Linked DNA regions of Gossypium hirsutum: region 1 is linked to region 2. A link is a contact called in public Hi-C data. All regions are on one chromosome and are shown on one strand. The core of a region is the stretch at or near the end of the contact, and the rest is flanking DNA. Distances in the headings are between cores, read along the strand shown.

Region 1 (3,060 bases), core at 147-2,646, 68 kb before region 2:
GGCAACATTCATTTTTTCAAAATAAAAACACTATCGCCACCAATGGCAACGATGAAACCCATTAAAATATATATATTTTTCTTTTTTTCTCTAGAATATCAATATTTTTAAGCGGGTTTACAAATACACATACTAGTGTTGTTATGTCAACGGCGACACGCAAAAAAAATTATTTTTTAATTCCACAGGCCAATCATTGGGTGATTGTGATGGGTGCTGCTGCTAATGGCAATAATGGTATCGAAGTTTGTTGATCAAAACGAATCATTTACATACATAATTTTTAGGGTGAATCATTTTCATAAATAATAAAAAATATTGGGAATTTTTATAATGAAAAAAGCCATTATTGTCTAGTGTTGTTAATAAATTTTAGCAATATATATTACATGAAGTTTTGTGTTTATAAATTGGGACTTTTGGGTTATTGGCTATCTTGAGTATGAGGTTTGCATTCTCATCCTGTATAATAGTAATTATTACTGTGATTTTTATTGATTATGTTTTGTAGCTTTGATTTTGACTGCATTTAGAACATCCCAATCTCAGTTTTGTGTAAAATCATTAATGAGTTCCAAGCATGCAGCATCCCACTAATGAAATGTTTGGATAACTTTATCAGTACACACCAAAATCATATCATTTAATCTCATTTAAAATTTTAAAATTAACTTTCCTAGGTTTAGTCTTTCCCCAACCCACTTTCTTTTTAAAATATGCATATTATATGTTATACATTGATAAAGGGGATTTTAAAGTGAAGATGTTGTCACATGTTTACAGTTGACAGATTTAAAAGATAAGAAATAAATAAGATATATAGTAGCTTCATAATCAGCAGCTTGTGAAATTAAGAACAAATTACCATTAGTGTATAAGATGATAATATGCATGACAATAATTGGATTTTATGTTTATAAAAAAAATAATATAATTGCATTTTTCATGTACTTAAAATTTTGTATAGGATAATATTTTTCGTTCTGTATTTAATTAATGAAATTTGGAAAAATATATTTAATGAATTTATTTTGATCAAGTAATTATGGTTTTTAAAAATATTTAAAACTAATAAAAATATAAAATTAAACAAATGTAAATCATGTAAAAGTTAAACAAAGTTGGGGCATAAAAAATCTAAAAATGGATAGTTGAAGGGGATGGTAAAAAGGTTGTGGTATACGTAATCCTATGAAAGAGAGGTGGGGATGGGAGCCACTGAAACCGCAATTGCATGTTAGTCGTCGTATGTTAGTGGAAAATTGGAGTTTATTAGAATGAGACAACGTCTGTTTGGTCATAGTCCTAAAACTGCATGGTTCAGAGGGGGCCATGGGATGGGCAGAAGACTTGGAATTTGATACCAAAACAGACCAGACACAATAACCAAAGTCAAGTCCACTCCCATAATTAGCTGTGGCCGGGCGCCATCTCATTTGACCAAGCCTACATTACTACACTCAAACTATGGCTGCAAAGGATAGGGATAGGAATAATAAATATAAAACAAAGCATTTTCTATTTGGTTGATTATTGTCTCTTGCAATCACATTATTTTTAATATTTGAAACTACATTCTCTCTTTAAAAATGAGATATATAAATGTGAACAGTTTTTTTGGGGTTAAAATTCCTACAGGATTGACCCTGCAGATTCCATTACTGCAATTAGACTTGTATCAAAAATTCGTCTTGATGAAAAGTGAAAGCAGAAAACAAAAAGCTCCACCCTATTAGTATGCGTAGTGGTGCTTCTCTTAACTTTCCCACTTTTACATTTTCATGATTGCCTAAAGTATGTATTTATTATATTCTTTAGTGTTTTTCTTTTACCCACGTTAACCAATTAAAAAAAATGCTACATACCATTTTTATTTAATTTTTTATTAAATGTATATTCACACTAAAAGATATAAAAAATAGAAATAAATATATAAAAATTTATAAATATATAAAAAATCTAGAAAAATTATATGAATTGTAAAAAAATTATAAAAATCAAATTTACAATAATTGAAAAAATAGTTGAAATTAATAAAATTGTTACAAAATATGTAAAAATTATAAAAAAATTTAAAAGGTTTAAAATTAAAATTTATTTATAAAATTCTAAAAAGTAATTAAATTTCTTCTTCTTCTTCTTTTGCAGTTACTTTTTTTTTAAATTAGTATAACAATTTTCAATTTTTATAAATTATTTTAACTTTTTAAAATTTACAATTGTACATTTTATAATTTTATAAAAAACATTAATTTTCAAAAATTTTTAAAATTTTTATATTATATATGAATTTTAATCAATATAATATATACTATTAAAAAATTTAAAAAGGACACATACCGTATTCTAATAATACTATGCGGCGGGTCAACCAATGCCGGTCCATAGTTGGTCAAAATAAAAAATATTTTTAAATATTTAATATTATAATATTTTTATTTTAAAATTTTAAAATTAATATTTTTATTTTAAATAAACTTAATTACCACCTAATATTTTTCATTGGCCCTATTGAATTGATATAAGAATTGATATAAGTACATGTAGATGGTACATCCCGCAAATTTAGGCTTCCAGCTGAAGTGATATTTTAACAATAAGTTATTTTTAAATATGATTTGGGTTTCAAAGTAGGTGATTACAGCATTATCACTTAATCGCTAAATCACAACAGTATTAAATAATTCATCATTTCAAGAATTTTAAAAATACAATGATTATTTTTTAAAATAAAATGTATTAACATTATACATGACTTAATCTATTATACTTCTAAAACCATTTAATAAGGTAATTTAACTCTCTTAGTATTTTTTTATATTATTAATTAAAAATGTATTTACTTTTTTATAATCTAAATTATATTATATTATAAAAATACCTAAATTAGAAATTTAAAATAACATAAAATTGATTAAAAAATAAATATGTTTTCCATCATAATTTTCCAATAAGCTTTTTAAAAACATTTTATTTTTTTACAATTTTACGTCATTGTAAATTTTAAAGCTGTCTAAAAAAGTATTTTTAAGTTTACCATTACTTTTAAAAATTATGTTT
Region 2 (3,047 bases), core at 521-3,020:
AAACTAACCTAAAACTCAAAATTTATTAAAATACTCATGCTTGTTACTTTATATTACATATATATTAAATTATACATATTAAATTATTAATTAAAGATAAAAATTAGATATATTTATTAAGATGTATTAAGAAAGTATAAAAAATAAGGATAGACATTATATAAAGTATATATATGTTTAAAAAATATATTAAATTATTAATTAAGGATAAAAAAGTTAAGATAAATTATTGATTTTTAATTAAGAATAAAAATTACATGATAATAATTAAAGAAATTATATGATTTGTAATCGAAAGTTTTGGGATACTTTTGCTAAATTGATCAATAACTTTATAAGGAATGACAAATCATATTTTTTTTCTTAATTTTCAGCTTTTGCTTTCTGAATAGATTTAAATCTAACTAAAAATGTTGAAAATTAAAAGGAAAAATCTGATTTTTTTTATAACATATCATATACAAACAAAATGATATAATAGTGAACTGAGAATATCAGCTACAATTATGGTTTACAAAAGTCCACATTAATAGAAAATTTAAATAAAATGTTACACTAAAAAAAGTGAAATATAAAAGGAAAAACGGCCTTAAGAAACAAGTAGGTCCTCAAGATAGCATTGTTTAAGCTAAAGCTAAGCTTGGTCCTCTCTAGTTTGTTTTTTTTCCCAAGGGAATTGGCCCTCTCTACTTCACAATCACTGTTATATATTTTAATGAAAATAAAAATTTGTAAGAATGTATTAGGGTTCCAAAATTTACATATTAGAATATAATACTTTTGGTTTGTGTTTCAAAGTAAACAAGTTGGAACATTAAAAAATAGAATTGACTAATGATTTGAACTACCTCATCTCAGATTCTCTTTTCTTCACAACCACTAAAACAATCAATACCCTTTTTTTCCCCCGGATAAACCCAAAACATATATATATGATGGAGAATAAGTTTACATATATAATTTCTGAAAATTGAAAAAAGAAGTTTTAGAAATTTATACAGAATTAAGGTTGGTTTGGTTTTAGTTGGTTGGTGCATGAAATTAAGGTTTGGTTCATGCAATTCGATTGTTTATTAGCATGCCCCCTGTTCTCAGCTGTAGCATTCATAAGCCTCTTAATGAAGTGCTTCATATCAAGATAATCTCTTTATTCCTAGTCTATATTCTTGTTATTTTGGTTTGGATTTTAGCTTACAAATGTGATTCTCATGCTACTTTCTTCCAAACAAACCAATATGTCTAAAGTTTCAGGTATTAATAGTGTATATATTTTGATGATGATTATGGGGTGATGAAAATGATATTAGGCATCTTTTATGTTCTTAAACTTTATGTCAATATTACCTTTCTTGAGAACAAGCCACGCACATGTAATATATATCGACATTCTAATTTAATTGACTCCATTAAAGCATGACTTGGACAGTGGGAATGCTTTCAATCTTCTTATTTAACTCTTTCTATGTCGACACTATTTCGACATCTCTCAGCATCTCCAAGTCTTCACCGTAATCTCTCATTTCACCCTTTTTATTAGGAAACCCTTTTCTTTTTTTTTTAATTATTGAATATTAAGTCCTTGATTTACGATTTCATTGCCATCATAAATTTAATCTTCATTTCTGCTCTCATCCTACCATCAACTATTACCTTCAAATTTGCAATTAATTGTTTCTTCAAATTAAGAAAATAATCTTTTATTCTGTTTTTTACTATTTATCTTTTAGCGTTTATTTAAGAAAGAAAAAAAAAAGAGTTTTTAGTTGTAATATTGCATTTATATTTCTTTAGTTGACTTTTCCAAATCAGACTTTTATGTAGCCAAACCAAAACCTGCTGTTTGGAAGTCCATATCATGGGGCCTTAATGATTTCAGATTTCATGTTTTCTTTCCCTAAACTAGGTATCAAATCTTTACAGGTTTCGGCTTCCATCTCTAAACAATCTCTATCCTCTCCATTATCAGATATATAAATATATTCACTCCCTCTCCCATCTTCAATATTCAAATTTTGAAACTCTTCACTGAGCTTCTGAATTGAGTTGGGCTCTGTTTTCAGCTGCAGCCATGATCAACTTCAAACAACCTCAGCTTATGACCTTTTTTTGCTGCTTTTTAATCCTGATTCCTTCCCTAGTACAAGGGGAATGTACCTGTGAACCAGAAGATGAAGATCGCAATAAGTCTCTAGCGCTTAAATATAAGATAGCTGCCATAGCCTCCATCCTCGTTGCGGGAGCCATCGGTGTTTGCTTCCCTCTGCTAGGGAATGTCATCGAGGCTTTACGTCCCGATAAAAATCTTTTTTTCTTAATCAAAGCTTTCGCCGCCGGTGTGATCTTGTCCACCGGCTTCATCCATGTTCTTCCGGATGCCACTGAAAGCTTAACATCTCCTTGCCTCAATGAGAATCCTTGGGGAAAGTTTCCGTTCGCCGGACTGTTGGCTATGACGGCGGCCATTGGCACATTGATGGTTGATGTGTTTGCTACATCTCATTACACCAAATCTCACCTTCACAAAACCCAACAGAACCACGAGGGTGATGAAGAGAAAACAGAGCAAACCGAAAATCATCTGCATGTTCATACTCATGCCACCCATGGCCATTCTCATGGTTCTGTTTCTATGCTTGAGCGTGCAGATTCAGCTCAGCTCCTTCGGCATCGAGTAGTCTCTCAGGTAAATTTTATTTCATCAATCGTGATTTTGGTTTTTGTTATTTTTTTCTATATTTTCTGTAACTGTTTGTCTGATTGATGTTCAAAGGTATTGGAATTGGGCATAGTGGTGCACTCTGTGATCATAGGGATATCATTGGGTGCTTCAGAAAGTCCAAAGACTATAAAACCTTTGGTGGCAGCACTCACCTTTCATCAGTTCTTCGAAGGCATGGGACTTGGTGGATGCATTTCTCAGGTAAATTCAAACCCATGCTTAAGACCTACTCTTCGTCAGGAGTTTGTTGTATTCATTAGCATTGAATGGTTTTTTAAAGGCTAAATTCAAGGGTCGATCGGTTGCAATCATGTCACTGTTTTTCTCG

The links. Hi-C and Micro-C count contacts between places; a contact is called where the count stands out from the background.
Region 1: a contact with region 2 is called in a Hi-C map of leaf, with 3 times the contacts expected there. The contact joins the enhancer-like site here to the promoter of LOC107897846 in region 2. A contact is called at or near these places in 12 of 34 Hi-C or Micro-C datasets (anther, cotyledon, leaf and 2 more).

The regions. Positions count from the first base shown.
Region 1 is chrA11:20,423,692-20,426,751 of Gossypium_hirsutum_v2.1, reverse strand. No RefSeq gene overlaps it. Among protein-coding and RNA genes, the nearest start is that of LOC121203552, 15 kb to the left of the region's middle. Within about 2 kb of position 1,396, at least 3 of the 9 cell types and tissues checked have an H3K27ac peak or open chromatin away from gene starts, as enhancers often do. A contact at or near this core is called in leaf, where this site is marked.
Region 2 is chrA11:20,356,315-20,359,361 of Gossypium_hirsutum_v2.1, reverse strand. LOC107897846 (zinc transporter 5) reads left to right here and starts at 1,770. Exons shown (of 3, transcript XM_016823427.2): 1 at 1,770-2,683; 2 at 2,771-2,920; 3 at 3,000-3,047. The coding sequence starts at 2,069.